2 separate regions of the Anser cygnoides genome follow, and region 2 is linked to region 1. The links are chromatin contacts, called in public Hi-C maps. All regions are on one chromosome and are shown on one strand. The core of a region is the stretch at or near the end of the contact, and the rest is flanking DNA. Distances in the headings are between cores, read along the strand shown. Region 1 has its middle 130 kb from the start of TRIB2. Region 2 holds the start of TRIB2 (tribbles pseudokinase 2).

Region 1 (7,281 bases), core at 3,374-5,873:
CAGCAGTTCTCTCAATATGCCACCTTCCACCTCTATGCTCAAAGGTCACTGTTACCTTCTCTTTTAAGAAAATGAGAGAACCCAAAAGATATAGGGAGTGGATCCAGTGCTGGTCTGAATGCGTGGTCTGTCAGCTGTACATGCAGCTCAGAGATGAGCTTCCACAGACAGTGTGAAAAGGAGGTGGAAACTATCCAAGTCCCCTGCACCCTTGCCCCCTATACCACTTCCAATTGGGGTTAATGCTTTGTTAAGAGCTGACAGAATCCAGGAGTGAAATCAATGACAGTAACTAGGCTACATAAACCAGGTTACAGACGAACCTCAGTTGTCATAACAGCCAACAACTGAAGTCTAAACTAAAGCCATACAGTACAAATTAGAAATAAAACACACATTTTTAACTGTGGAGAATACAATGGCTGTTCAAGTAGACTACTGAGGGAAAAGCTGGACCCTTTACTTCAGGACTTTCTCAAATCGTGACTGGGTGACCTGTTGGAAATAGAGTAAGCAATGTACCTTTCTCAGCTCAGGAGGAATCAGAAGCAGTTTGATGGCTGTGTAACACAGGAAGTCTGATGAATTGAATGAGTTCTTAGACTAAGTGCAGGAGCAGTGAATACTTGATTGAATTTGGTCATTTAGAAACAGCCTAGAAATTGAAAACAAATTGCCCAGGTTATTCCTAGAACACAGTTAAGACTGAAATGAAGTTAAGTTAGTTAAGTTAGTTAAGACTAAATGAAAGCAAAGGGAAATTAAAAGGGTATATTTTGACAAATATGACAAGGCAGAGTATTCCTAAAATATTCTTCAATATTGATTATAGTGGAAGAAACTGGGGGATAGATTTCCTAAGTTTCCATCTTCTTACTGTCTGTTACATTTCTTAAAGCAGCATAACAGCAACCTGACACCCAGTGAGACATTTGTTAAAGAAATCCAGGATATGTAAAAAGATTGTGCCAGATCATTTCAGAGTATATATGATGACTGTGACTGCAGCTGACTGGCTATCTTTAGCAACAATGCTGTATCAATAATAAAACCTTTCTATGGACTAAATATTTTGGCAGCCACTCGAGACACCGCTACTTTAGATTTTATGTAAGAAGACTTTCAGTTTTAGGAACTTAAGCTATTAATAAATTTCATTTCACACTGTTCTGATGAAAACAAAGATGGACAAGGAAAAGTAATATCAAAATACTCCATTATGAAGTTTCTCAAATATGGGATAATTGTTGTCAATCTGACTTTACAAGAATAACCTCACATTTCTTAATGCAATATTAATGAAAACTAAAGCAGTGGTATTTGTGGTTTTAAAGGTTTTTTTGAGAACATAGAAATCACAGGCTTATATGAGATATTAATGCCATAGTGTAATTTACAAATAATCAACTGAAAATGTTTAAAGAAACATGCAAAGTGAGAAAGATATATAAGGCAGTGAATTCTTTGTGCAACTTTGATATAACAGACTTTTGGAAACAATAGCTGGAGCTGTGACCTATACTGAAATACTGCAGTGATTTGTGCCATGGAAAACAGCCTGAAGACTCAAACAGGGGTCCAATTTACTGATTTCTAGTGCTTTAGGATTTTATATTCCTGAAAACACTCTCTACTTAGCCTGACAAATTCTCAAGTGGTTAACTTAGTCAACTGCGCTTGCTCAGAAGGGGAGATGGGGACTAGTCTGTCATGCAAGAGTCCCACTGCCATGCAGGTAAGGCAAGCAGCCAGCTAACCCTGCCATTCACTGGAAGAGAACGTGATAATGGAGAATCACTGAAGGGATGGAGACCCCAGGAACACCCACTGTCTTCCTTGCTCCTTGTTTGATTGACATCTGACTTAGATCACCTTGGGGGCTTGCGTCAGTGGAGAGAAGGAGGTACCTGTTATCCATGTCTTCAGCAAATGAGATCACTCTACTGAATTCGCTGAAAACTTACTAGGCATTTACTTGAGAAGAACTGGTTCATCTGCAGCCAAATTTAGATACAATTTAGGAAGAATAGTTTCAGAGCTTAATAAAAGCATTATATGTCAAAAAGAAAGCTAATATTCCTCCCCTTCCCCCCAGAAACTTGCTTTCTTAGATGTATTTTTTTTTGTCTTCCCACATGCAGACATTTCTGTCTGCTGTGAGACACGTTAGCAAAGACTGCTGCTTCTCTGACAAAGTCATAAAGACAAAAGCACATACATACTGAATTCAGGGGAAGCAAATGTACTCTTTTAATTGCTTGTTTGTTCCTTCCCGACCAGCTGTACCACCTTTGCATAGGTTATTAGATATGATAAAAATGTTAACATTGCATTGTCAGTCACTGCCTGAATCAGGTAATGTCAATTGTAACTTAGCAGTGGGTGATCCGGGATGCATGACATGCCTTCACCTATTTGGATAGTTTCTGATCTAGTTATCTGGATTCCTTTTAGTCAGTGGAAAAAAAAAAAAAAAAACAACCAACCAACCAACAACAACAACAACAACCACAACTACAAAAACAGGCACTTCCAGGCCTTCATTTTTCTCTTCCTAGTGTAGTTATCTAAAATAGGTCACATGAATCACTCTTTAAAAACATCTATTTCTCTCTATTCAGCCTAAAGTCACTAGTTCCAGTATAGACACCAAGACTGTAGATTGTGACAGTCAGGATAGATGGATTGCATGAACTGCATGCTATTTAGCCACAGGCAGCAGACTTTTAGAGGTATTTGTCTTCCAAAATTGGGTATGAACCTAATCTCGGCAATACTTTCTTCCTAACAAGTGCAGTACAGCATCTCTGGATGCTTAACTCTTTACAAAATTCTGTTCTCTCTGAGCACAGAAAAGTGTGAGTTGGGAAGCTTGCAGCCAACAGCTACACTTATTCTGGAAGACAGATATGACCTTGGGTATGAGCGTGAGATGGGAGTTGCCAGCCCTTACCATTCCTTGCCTTTCTCAGTATTCAGGAGACTGGGCAGGGAAAACCTGGGCTTCCTTTCTCTGTAGTGTCTTCTCCAGGATATACTGAGCTCTGTGCCTGACACAGAAGATTTCATTGTTCCATCTGCTCCTTAAAAACAAGAGGGCAGACAATTTAGAGTCTTTCCCAGCATTGTCTGCTGTGAGAGGGTAGGAGTTGCTTGCAGTCTGAATAGAAGCTAAGCCAAGGCAGTCTACGGGGAGAAGATCAGTAACTTTGTCTCCTCAGACCAGCCAGTGAAGTGTAGTTACATCTCCTTTGACTAACTGGTTTTGGTTGCCCAAAGCAGAGGAAGACTCAGGTTGTGCTATTCAGTGAGGGACACAAGGAATCACAGAATGATGAAGGTTGGAAGGGATCTCTGGATGTCATCTGGTCCAACCACCCTGCTCAAGCAGGGACACCTCCAGAAGGTTGCCAAGGACCATGTCCAGATGGCTTTTGAATATCTCCAAGGAGGAAACTCCACAACCTCTCTGGGCAATCTGTGTCAGTGCACAGTGACCCACACAGTAAAGAAGTGCTTCCTGATATTTAATCAGAACCTCCTGTGCTCCAGTTTGTGACCTTGCCTCTCATCCTGTCATAAGGAATCATTGCATCTTCCACACAAATCCTGTGTAAGAGTAAGAAGTGCCTTCTTACTCTTCTGCTCCCGTGTAAGTAAACTCCTTAAACATAGTCTCCTCGACACCAGCCATAGCATGACTACAAATAGATGATAGGTAGTTGCTGCTCTGATCTGTTTTCTATATGCATTGTATGTCAGACATATGATCTCTTCCTGTTGGACTCCAGGGCTCAGTCTGAGACTTGAGAGATGTTAATAAGCCATTTTCTTGTGGATTTCTTTGAACATCATCACTGCTTGGGCAATTATTAATCTAATCCTCCCAGGTTTATGTACTATATACATCATGTTGTTTTTAGGATGTGTCTGAGAAGCATATTGAAGCATATTAAGTAGCATTTGCTTCATTTCACCGTAACATTTTACTTTAGTTTTATTTTAAATCTAACCATTGATGACATGTATCTGTTTAGTGCTAAAGACAAGGTCAAGAGTATCATGTGTCTGTACAGCTGTTCTGGCAGCCACTCCATAGGATGCAAGAAGAGAAAGTTTCTTATTCTGGTTTTGAGGCCTCCCTAGAGCACCTACCGAGGTCTAAAAGTGAAAGGTTTCAAACACCGCCCTAATACAAAACAATGTGACTTTGAGGTAATACATTAATCCTCTGTTCATTACGAAATATAAGCAAAGTTTTTTATTTCTTTCCTCCTGACTGTTTGGTGTCTTGCTAAATTGCTGTCCAAGGGCAAATTCTTTTTGTCATCCGGACCTGTAAGGTTGCTAAGCGCACATAAGGATAAAGATACATTCTGATTACTCAATACTTGTTTTACAAAGTCTGCTGCTGAAAACAGTATTGCATCATATAGGCTGCTTTTGCAATACAGGGTGGATACTTAAAATCCCAAATTAAACAAGTTTCAGCCTTAGGTGTGTGTTTTGGAATCATTTAGTTGTAGAGAAATGGAAAACTCCAGTGTTCAGCATGTAAAAGAGAGAGGTTAATTAAGGCTGTCTATCTAAAGGCTAGCAAAATGCTAAATCATTAAAGAGTGGGATAATGACTGCTTTAAATGCATCAAGTTTCCTGAAAAGTTTGGATAAGGTAATGTCTTCCGTTTTAGAGCATATTCACAGCACTGACGATGTCAGAGGAATTCAAGAGCTAACATTCATTTAAGTCAAAGGACATTTTCAGATGTTGCTAATGGATTTTAGACTAACATGTTGACCAGTATGCCATGAATAAAACTTCACCACAAGGTTATCAAAGAAGTAAAGAACACCGCTGGTTCAATTTTATTTATTTATTTATTTTTATATATTAGGAGTTGCTTCAGCTCATGTGGTTCAATGCTATACATGCAAGCCTGGTGTTTGACTGGAGAGGTAACTGTAAGCACCTGACAGCTTAGTGAATACGCAGCTTGGGGAAGTGAATATTCAGAACACAACAAAGTGGTGCAGAATCAATAAAGAGGTTTGGTTTGATTCATGAAAAAGCAAAACATAAAGATGACAAGTCAGGTGTATAAATTATGTTAGGAGGAGACTAACTTCTATGTAATTGGCATTTGGATTCCCAAACATTCATTAATCTTGGCAATCATCCATGCAATAGGTTCTCTTTTCACAATGTTCCCCAGAACAGCAAACTGGATAAACACTTTGAAATGATTTGTGTATATAGGCAGGTAGATAAGCAGGCTTTAAACTTTAAATTTGAGATGAAACAGCATTCTTGTTTCCTGGCCAGCAGTGCCATGAATTCAGGTGGAGAGGAAATAGTCTGAGAATCAAACTTTACATCCCTGAAAATCTGACAGATATAAAGCTTGTGATTATGATTCACAGAAAGACTATTACAGCCCCAAAAACACATTCTTGTAGCAATGACTGTAATTTCAAAAGGAGAGAATACGGAAACATTCTTGTCTGTGAAACTAAGCAGGAAACTAAAGTCTTTGGCCTTTGAGAAGTAATCTGCACCAGATGAATTATTATTTGAAAACAAACCCAAAAGCATTGGACTCCAATGCAAAGTTATAGGTAACTTGTAGTAGATCTGTAAGTTGTGAATAAGGATCCTTACTCCAAAGAAGGTCATCAAATATTTGTTGAACCAATTAACTGAGTTTGCTGCAGCCATGCTTGCTTTTGCTTCCAATGACTTTTCCTGTGACAGAGTTTTAGTACCATACTCCCCAAAACAACTGTAAAATTCACACGATTGAAACTTTTCATGGAAGAACTATTAAATTACTTTCTGTGGAATCCTAGCTGAAAAGGCTGCAATAATATAATCATGAAAAAAGAAAAAATACTACTTGACTTTTTTTTACAAGTCTACTTTTAAACTTTTTGTTACCTGCTCAAGGGGGAAGGAAAGATCATTAAAAAAAAAAAAAAAAGATACATACAGTAACATTTTTGTGTGAAAGGCTGAAGAAAGCAAGCTATCAAACATCAGAAAAAGTAAAAGCGCCCCAAACCCAGACTCCAATAAAGCATTGTTAAAATGACTCCCACAACATGTAAGAGAACAGCAGTCTGAATTATTGGTAATGTATCTAGTAAAACATCCCACACAAAGTTTGTGAAATGCTTAGAGAACAAAACGTGTACCACTGCATAGTGATCAGCCACAATCTGTGGTAAAAAGAACAGAACAGAAGTCATTGTAATTTAATAGATAATTTAGCACTGGTGCAGACCTTAAATCTTAGCTTCTGGAAATGTGTTAGGAAGAAAGTAGAAAATGTTGGTGCCACCTATTGGTGAGAATTGAGATTTGGAAATTATTCACTCTAATTTGCATAAATCAAAAGAAAGGAGAAATTAAACTGGTCATGTTTTACTTCATGCTTAAGGAGTTTTGAATGTGATGTGAAGACTGAACTCATTACTTTGGCTTCTATTCTGGGGAGGCTTACATGTGTGTTTAACAATGAATCACAAATGATCTGAACTTGCTGTTAAGAAGAGGATGGAGGATTTAGGCTGTATTTTTCTTCAATTTGCTTGCAGTAACAGTTAATTGAAACACCCAGCTCACTAGGAAATGCTGAACAGGATGATGGGTTAGCAGACTCAAAATATACAGCTTTTCCAACCCGATTTCATTGGGTAGTACATTCCCTACAGAAATCCAGGAGGTGGTATGTCTGGCGCAGAGCGTTGACACTGTTGCTATTCAGTGGTCTGAAAAGAGGGTTCTTTTTGACACGGCACACCCCATTTACCAGGTATCCTGGTGAGATATACTGAGTTAGAGCAAAAGCAATCCTTCTTACTATATGGAAGTGACCTTTATTACATTATGGCAGTGTACCAAGTTCTGCTTTAGTTAACCACAGTTCCTGTCTCAGTCTGTTATTTAATAGCCCTGGAGTTGCAGGGGACACACTCAAGGCACATACGCTGTTCCTCAATGTCTTCTGTTGGAATCTGGTTCTGCAGATACATAAGACAATTTGGTATATTGCGATCTTGACTGTAGCTGTGGTTGAAAACACTTTTTATACACAGGGAGTCAAGTATCTGCCATCACTATTGGAAGAAGGCTGACTTGTAGCATCTTACAATGTCTGACCAGTGGTACTGGGATTCATCAAGGAAAACTGGGCACATTTACAAGATGTCAGTGCAGCAGTTCGAAATTTTTAACATGTCCAGTCATCTCCTAACATCTGGTTCTTTCATCAGCATTATCTG
Region 2 (7,281 bases), core at 1,810-4,309, 130 kb after region 1:
TGACCTGGAAAAGGAAGTCTTTTTTATGTAGAACTGTCTTTGATCACTCACAGGACTTGTGCTCTGATCTAAGCTCATTGACATCAATGGAAGAAAGACTGCTATCAGCTTTGGGGGGGGCTGGCTCCTGTCCACACAGAGTCCGTATACACAAAAGCAGATGCTAAAAGAGAAAACATATTGAAAGATAGAGTTACAGAAAAGATACTTCTCTTTTGCTTCCACAAGGTTAGGTTTATAACACAATCAGATGTCTTTTTGTCTTTTCACTTAGTATTTTTTCTTAGTCCCTGACAGAGTAAACTGAATTTCTACATCTTCTGTTGCTGTTTAGATAAAGATAAGCCTCGGATACAGAGAAGAGGAGACCTTGGTGAATATTTTCTATAACTTAAAAATGGAAGGCCTCCTTCATATACACCCCTGGGAGTCCAAAGAACAGGAGGATAAAATAAGGATTTGCACCCCTAAAAATCTCTCTTTTAATTGAATGAGAAAATATAATGAAACAATACTTGTCACTAGCATCATAGTTTATTTCAAAGAAGAGTCTCCCAGAATTGGGAATATGACATTTAGGTATGGACCAGCCCATGGCACCCCTTCGGCATTCTGGCCAATGTGTTTTCAAGTCAAACATTTCCTCTCATTTGGTTAATGCCTACTACATAAGCACTACAGCTATGCAAGGCAAGCAGACAAAACTTTACTGCTGAGTTGGTCTGCAGACTTTGATCTGACTTTTAGGACTTGATTCCTTTTCACATCTTCTGTGTTATATCCTGACCTTGCTCTAAAATTTTAGCTGATGTAGACTTACATCAACAAAAAACAGACACAGGACTATGTACACCTAATGTCTCAATGAGGCATGTGAAGATTTGTTCATTCAGAGCTTGTCTCTTTAACATCAGACTGAAATGGTAATGTTTTCATCGACATATCTGAGAGTAGAAGCAATGTTTATGAAGTGCTAGTTTTGGGGAAAGATGCTGTAGAAACAAAGGTACAATTATTAAATTATAATGGAAGAGCCAAATTCCCCCCCTGGATAGACACGTGTCACTCCCAGTCACGCCATATGTACCCTCCATGTCTCTTAGGGTAGAATTAAATCCAGAAACTGAAATTTATATCTTCTCCCTTCCCAAACTGAATGATTATATTTATGGCAAGCGTATCCCATTCTATCATGAATCATTTCAGATCCCATTAAAAATCGGGAGTTTCCAACTGGAGACTTAGAGTGAATTAGTTTTTTTCACCCCTGCCTCCTTTCATTCCTTTCTCCTGCTGGGCTTGGAGGCTCTGGGGAGCCTCTCCAGAGTTGCCAGGGACTGCGGCTCCAGCTGATGCTGGGTAACCGAGCAAGTTAAACAGAAAACTCTGGTCTGGAGAACAGAGGTTGGTGCAAGAGCCTAGTTCTCTCGTGTTTTGTCATCGTCAGGAGGAGTACGAGGGGGGAGAGGAAGGGAGAAATTGTGTAAAAAGCCATCTACTAAGAAAAGAATGTTTGATTTGGATCACAGGATGTGAGACTGGAGAATGTATTGCATAACTTTATGGCTTGTCCTTATTCGCAGTGATTCAGTATCCGGCACTGCTCATCCCATTTCTAAAAATGGTATTAAGAGTTACAGGGTATTCAGAGGTGATGGGAATGACTGAGGAATGGGGGGAAACACCTTTGCATTTTAAGGCAGACAGCAAAGACTGGGTTTGCAGGTCATCCTAGAGGTTGTTGCAGATCACTGGTTCCATGTCCTTCCCTACTGCTTAAGGGACGTTCACCAGGACCAAATCCCGGCATGTTGCCAGAGGCTCACTTGTCCCGTGCCAAGCTTAACATCATGACAATCCTTTCTAGTGGTATTTTTCTTATAACTGTGTATCAGGCCACGTAAAGCCCCTCACATGGAGAAGGAGTGATGAAGAGGGCACAATGCTCTTTGGGAAGAACTACTCCTCACCACTGCCATTTCTGACACCTCCCCTGCCAAGACGAGCCCCCTACGGAGGAATCCCTACAGCCTCTCTGGAGCCTTGTTCAGAGGCATTTTCTCTCTGCCCCAAAGCACTTATCTCTGGGACAGCCTTCTCTTTAAGGTCCTTTCATTATTAGCAGGCTCCTTTGATTCACAAGGCATCCTCCAAATCCACAGGTCCTCACACCAAAATAACTCTTCTCCCATTTCTGGCTCTTCCGTGTGATGATGGGGGACAAGAGGGGCCAAACCCAAGGGAGTGAGTGCCAGGCTCGTTGGGAGTTCAGGGAGCTGCTTATCAAATTTTCATGTATATCCAAACTCCCATAGCTGAAACAATAAAATGGGGGAGGGAGGGATGTTTGTTTAAAAAAAAAAAAAAAAAAAAGCAGACCGCAGTGGTGCTGGGCGGGGACAGAGAGTTCTCATTCATGGCTTTCTTCATGGCAGGGTGAAGGGGTTTACCTTTTCCCTCTGCCCCCCTCCCGGTACCGCTTTAATTTTGGGATGGATTTAGGCAAACCCGGAGTCGGGAGAGCTCCTCCCAGCAGACTGCACCGGGAAGCGGCTGCTGCGGCTCCCGTAAGTACGCGGAGACCCACGTTGCCCGGAAAAAAAAAAAGCTATTTCTTCATTGACAGAAAGGAAAAAAAAAAAAAGAGAGAGAGAAAAAAGAAAGGGAAACAAAACCCACGGCCGCCTGGGGCTCCGGCGCCGGCACATGCAATGGCCGGGCGGCGGGGCCGGACTCCTCCTTTAGGTGTATTTAATTATTCGGGGGAAATTATTATTAATTAAAATTAATTAGCTAATATCTCCCCCTCCAACCGCAAGGGCAACCCCGGGAGAGGCAGGACCCGCCGCATCCCTGGCAAAAGCGGGCAGCGGCTCCCAGCTCCGCGCTGGTGCCTTACTGGTGCATACTGGTGCGAGCAGCCCCCCCCCGGCTCGGCACGGCTCAGCCCGGCACGGCCGTGCCGCGGAAGGACGCCTCACCTTGTTTACCCTGAGAGCGGCGGGCGGCCGGGGCGGGCCGGGGCGGGCCGGGGCGGAGCGGAGCGCGGTGGGCGGCGGGGCCGGGCCGGGCCGGGCCGGGCCGGGGCGGGCGGCGGTGCCGGGGCAGTACAGTCAGCCTGCGCGCTGGGCACCGTGCGGGCGTGCGGCGGCGGCCGGCAGCGAGGCACGGAGGCAGCCAGCGTCCCCGCCACGTAAGTAGCTATTAATACGCCGGGAGATGGAAGCCGGGGGGGCGACGATGCCCTGCTGAAAGGGGAGCGACGCGGCCATCCCTTCGCCTCTCCCCCTTGAGAGAAAAAAAAAAATAAATACAATCTGCTGATTTTTTTTTTTAATTTTTTTAAGCGTCCTTCTGTGCACCTTTGTCCCCCGCAGTGAGAAGCCGGCCCCCTTCTCGCAGCGCTGCTTTATTTATTTATTTTTTTTTATTTTCTTTGTGTTTCTTTTCTCCATTCAGCCCCCAGCCCCAAATCCCTCCGTGCGCTTGGGATTCGCCTCCCCTCTCCGGGGGTCGCACTTTTTCCCCCCCTCTCCCGCAGCAGCCGCGCCGCCGGCAGCCGGATCCCTTTCGCCGCCGGGCGCGCAGCACCCGCGCATCTTGCGCGGCTGGGCCCGCAGGGGGGGGGGCGGCCCCGCGGAGCCTCCCGCCGCTCCGTGCGCTCTTTTGTCGGCCGGCCCGCTCCAAGTTCAGCGCTCGCTCCCTCGCTATTTTCGCGGGGCATTTTCCCAGCGGCGGCGTTCCCACGCCATCTACAGCCCGGCGGCGGCAGCGCTGCTCAGCCTCGCAGTAGGAGAAAAGGGGGGGAAAAAAAAAAAAAAAAAAAAAAAGGCGCCCCCCCCCCCCCCCCCCCCCCCTTACTTGCGCGCAGCGCTTTTACCTAACCCTTTATCCCCCCTGCTAAGCGGGAGAGGCGGCCGAAAGGCGGCCGCCCCCCAGCCCCGAGCCCGGCCCCGCACCGCTCCGCGCCCGGCCGCCGGCGGGGAACAAAGGGCCGCGGGCTGAGCGCTCTCTCCCTGTGCCCAGGACGCGGCGCTGAGGCTGGGCGCCCGCCGCCGCTCCCGCCCCCCTCGCCGGCACACAAAGGCAGCCGCAGCTGGACGGGCGAGGGACCGCGCTCCACGCCAGGGCTCCGGTGCAGCGTCTCGGCTGGTTTTCTCCATACTCATGAACATACAAAGGTCAACCCCTATCACGATAGCACGATATGGGAGACCGCGGAATAAAACCCAGGATTTTGAGGAGCTCTCGTCCATACGGTCCATCGAGCCAAGCCAGAGTTTTAGCCCGAATCTAGGCTCGCCGAGCCCGCCGGAGACCCCGAACTTGTCGCATTGCGTTTCTTGCATCGGGAAATACTTATTGTTGGAGCCTCTCGAGGGAGACCACGTTTTCCGAGCCGTCCATCTGCACAGCGGCGAGGAGCTGGTTTGCAAGGTAATCCCTCTCCTCCTCCTCCTCCTCTGCCGGGCTTAGCCTGCTGCCGCGGGTTCGTTTCCTGGGGCTTTAAAGGAGGTCGGGGGGTTCGGTTATTGACCAGCTTTAAAAAAGAACAGACGGAGGGGAGGCAGGATTAAAGGCGCATCCTGTAACTTTTCCCTCTCTCCAGACAATGGCCACGTTATAGCGGTGGCCGGGAGCCAGTTCTGCCTCTTACCCCGGGGATATTGTTCTGGAAAGAGCCATCCTTTAAGTAGGTCTTAAAGGGAGTTTCAGGGCAGGAGAAAACCTCGTCTTCCCCACTCTCACTTTTCAAAATGGAGTAGGGAATCCCCAGCTAATTTTAAGGTGTTGGGACCTGCCGGCTTCCTCGATTTTTTTGCCCCTCTCCCTTGTTCTGCGAGTTGGGGTATGGGGGAGGATGCGGAAGGGGGGGGAGGTTGCAATCAGCTTTGTCTTAAAAGTGATTTAAAAAATCCACATCGAATTAAGCAGCCTGAGCTCCCTCACCGTGGAGGTTGTTTGCAAACAGCATCCTCCCCCATTGCACAACTCAGCAAGAACAAAACCTGCACACCTACGGTTTTCAGAAGAGCAGACAAAATAGCTATCCCACTCTTTGTAGCCTGTCTGCTTTGCTGAGCCTCCTCCCAGTTTGCTCCTACTATTCAAAGGTGAGCAGTGGGAGAAAGAAACCCCCATGCGTGCATGCCTGTCGAGGGATGTTCTCCTTTCGGGCTGAGGGAATATTTTCCTTTGTTCCTAAATTGCGATTCTCATTGTCTGTAGCGAGTCAGACTTATGCCAGGCAAACCGAGGCAGTACCCAGTAGTAGTTTTTATAACTACGTAGCACATTGCAACCTTGCAACACCCGCTGCAGTGTTTGCATTGTTCCTGAAATATGGAATTGTGCCATGTAGCTATCTTGAGCAAGCGTCTCGTGTCGAACTAACTGCAAAACTGAAAAGTAGATGTGTTGTAGCTTTTTCACATTCCAGGGATTAATGGTAGTATTGCTGACGGTTTCATACTTCTGTACTCGATTCATAAGAAGTTATGGACTAGCTTGTAGCAGGGAAGTGAAAATAATTGCTCCTGTTTGCTATTTGTGAAGGCTGGAGTTCAGAGGGCAATTTAAATGTGCTCATTGATTGAGTTATAAAACCTGATGTTAAGGCAACCTAGGACTTCGTGTGATTATTCAGGGGAAAAAAAGGGCCCGTGACTTTGCAAAGGACTAATATTGCATGCTGAAGTGAATGCTTTGTTACTAAACTGAAACAGAACATGAGAATTTCTAGAATGAAAGCCCTGCTCGGTGCAGCAGTACAGTACTGCACTCTAGGACATTGGCATCTTTTCATGAAATAAACAGATCCCACAAAGCTGCTGCTCTGTGTGAAATTATAGGTGAACTTGCATAACAAGTAGTAAAGTGGAGGCTCTGCTCGTCTTTGTTTCCTGTTTGCTTTGCAGGATTAAGGTAGTGTTTTGATAACAGTATGAGCAGCATGACTGCAGCTCACAAAGGGTGGACTTGATTTTTTTTTTTTCTCCTCCCTTTAAGCCGTATGTTTTTAAGCCGATCCTGACATTTGAATAGTGTCAGTTTTTCCATATGTGCAAGGCACTACCTCTAGCTGGGCTCCAAAATATGATCTTAGCTTGAATTGCCAGCTCGTGAATACGCATTTGTCAGCCCTGAACTCAATTTAATGCATTCTTTAAAATGCCTGCAGTATCATGACTAGTATTTGTCAAGTAGCCTTCCGGCTAAGAGACCTGCTATCTGGTATCTTATTGAAGATGCTCTTAGAGATTGCTTGCACAAACATTGGTTTGGATAGCAGACACATACTGATGATTCTCAAGATTCATTTGGCTGCGCCCACTGACTGTACAGATGCCGTTATTTGCTTCGAGGCTCTGTGGCATCCAAACAATGGTAACTTCTCACTTCCAATTTCCAGCAAGAACTAAATCAAACTGCAGCTTATTGGACATTTGCTGAATTGAGGCCAGGGATCTTACATGCTGGGATACAAAGAAGCTCTTTATAAAAGGTATTCTAGGCTGTAGCAGTGTGATAGTACTTCCTCTCTCCTCACTTGCAAACATAGTGCTGATATATATCCAGACCTACTTACCTAACAGCCCCAGAACCACAAAATATAACTAATTTATGTCAGGATAATCTGGTTAGAAGAGAATTCTGGAAAGGCTTTTTTTTTTTTTTTTTTCACGTGAGGGTTTGAGCTACATGAATGTTCCTGCTTAAATTTTATTTTACAGCAGCTGCTTTGTAGTAGAGCCATTCACTTGCAATGTAGTAGTTTTGAGATCCAAATGTCAATGAATTCTCCTCTGGACTGAATGACACACCACGGATTTTAGCAACACCCCCTCCCCACCCCAGTTCTGCTTCCCTGGCTCACCATGTCACCAGAATGGCTCAGTGTTAATCTACCGTCCTGTAAAATGCGTTGGATCTGTTTGGCAGCCTGCCTTTAAGGTTGTTTTTGCCTGTGCTGGAGTACAGCAGCACAGGTATGGGGTGGGGGGAAGGAGGTGTGTGAGGAGGGGGTGTCCCAGTTTTGTGGGTTTGGGGTCCTTTTCAGGGGAAGGAGTTAATGATTGCGCTCTGAAGTGTTAAAAGGCTTAGGTTTTGAAGCCTCAGGTAAATTTGAATTGAACTGCATCTCTGATGCTCAGCTTTCAATGCTTTATAAAGTTTCAAAGAAAGCAAGGAGGTTTGCTTCTTGGAGAGGACACAAATACCCACTACTGGAATATAAAAAAGAAAAACAATTGCACTTTAAACCAGTAGGTTTGATACCTT

The links. Hi-C and Micro-C count contacts between places; a contact is called where the count stands out from the background.
Region 2: a Hi-C map of liver shows a contact between it and region 1, with 2.0 times the contacts expected there. The contact joins the promoter of TRIB2 here to the enhancer-like site in region 1. A contact is called at or near these places in 2 of 7 Hi-C or Micro-C datasets (both in liver).

Annotation. Positions count from the first base shown.
Region 1 is chr3:108,228,043-108,235,323 of Taihu_goose_T2T_genome, forward strand. No RefSeq gene overlaps it. Among named protein-coding and RNA genes, the nearest start is that of TRIB2, 130 kb to the right of the region's middle. Within about 2 kb of position 4,624, at least 1 of the 3 cell types and tissues checked has open chromatin away from gene starts, as enhancers often do. A contact at or near this core is called in liver, where this site is marked.
Region 2 is chr3:108,363,441-108,370,721 of Taihu_goose_T2T_genome, forward strand. TRIB2 (tribbles pseudokinase 2) reads left to right here and starts at 3,060. Exons shown (of 4, transcript XM_048071297.2): 1 at 3,060-3,193; 2 at 4,027-4,437. The coding sequence starts at 4,168. It overlaps LOC136790527 (a long non-coding RNA gene), which reads right to left and starts at 3,119. Exons shown (of 3, transcript XR_010830628.1): 1 at 2,982-3,119; 2 at 5-163.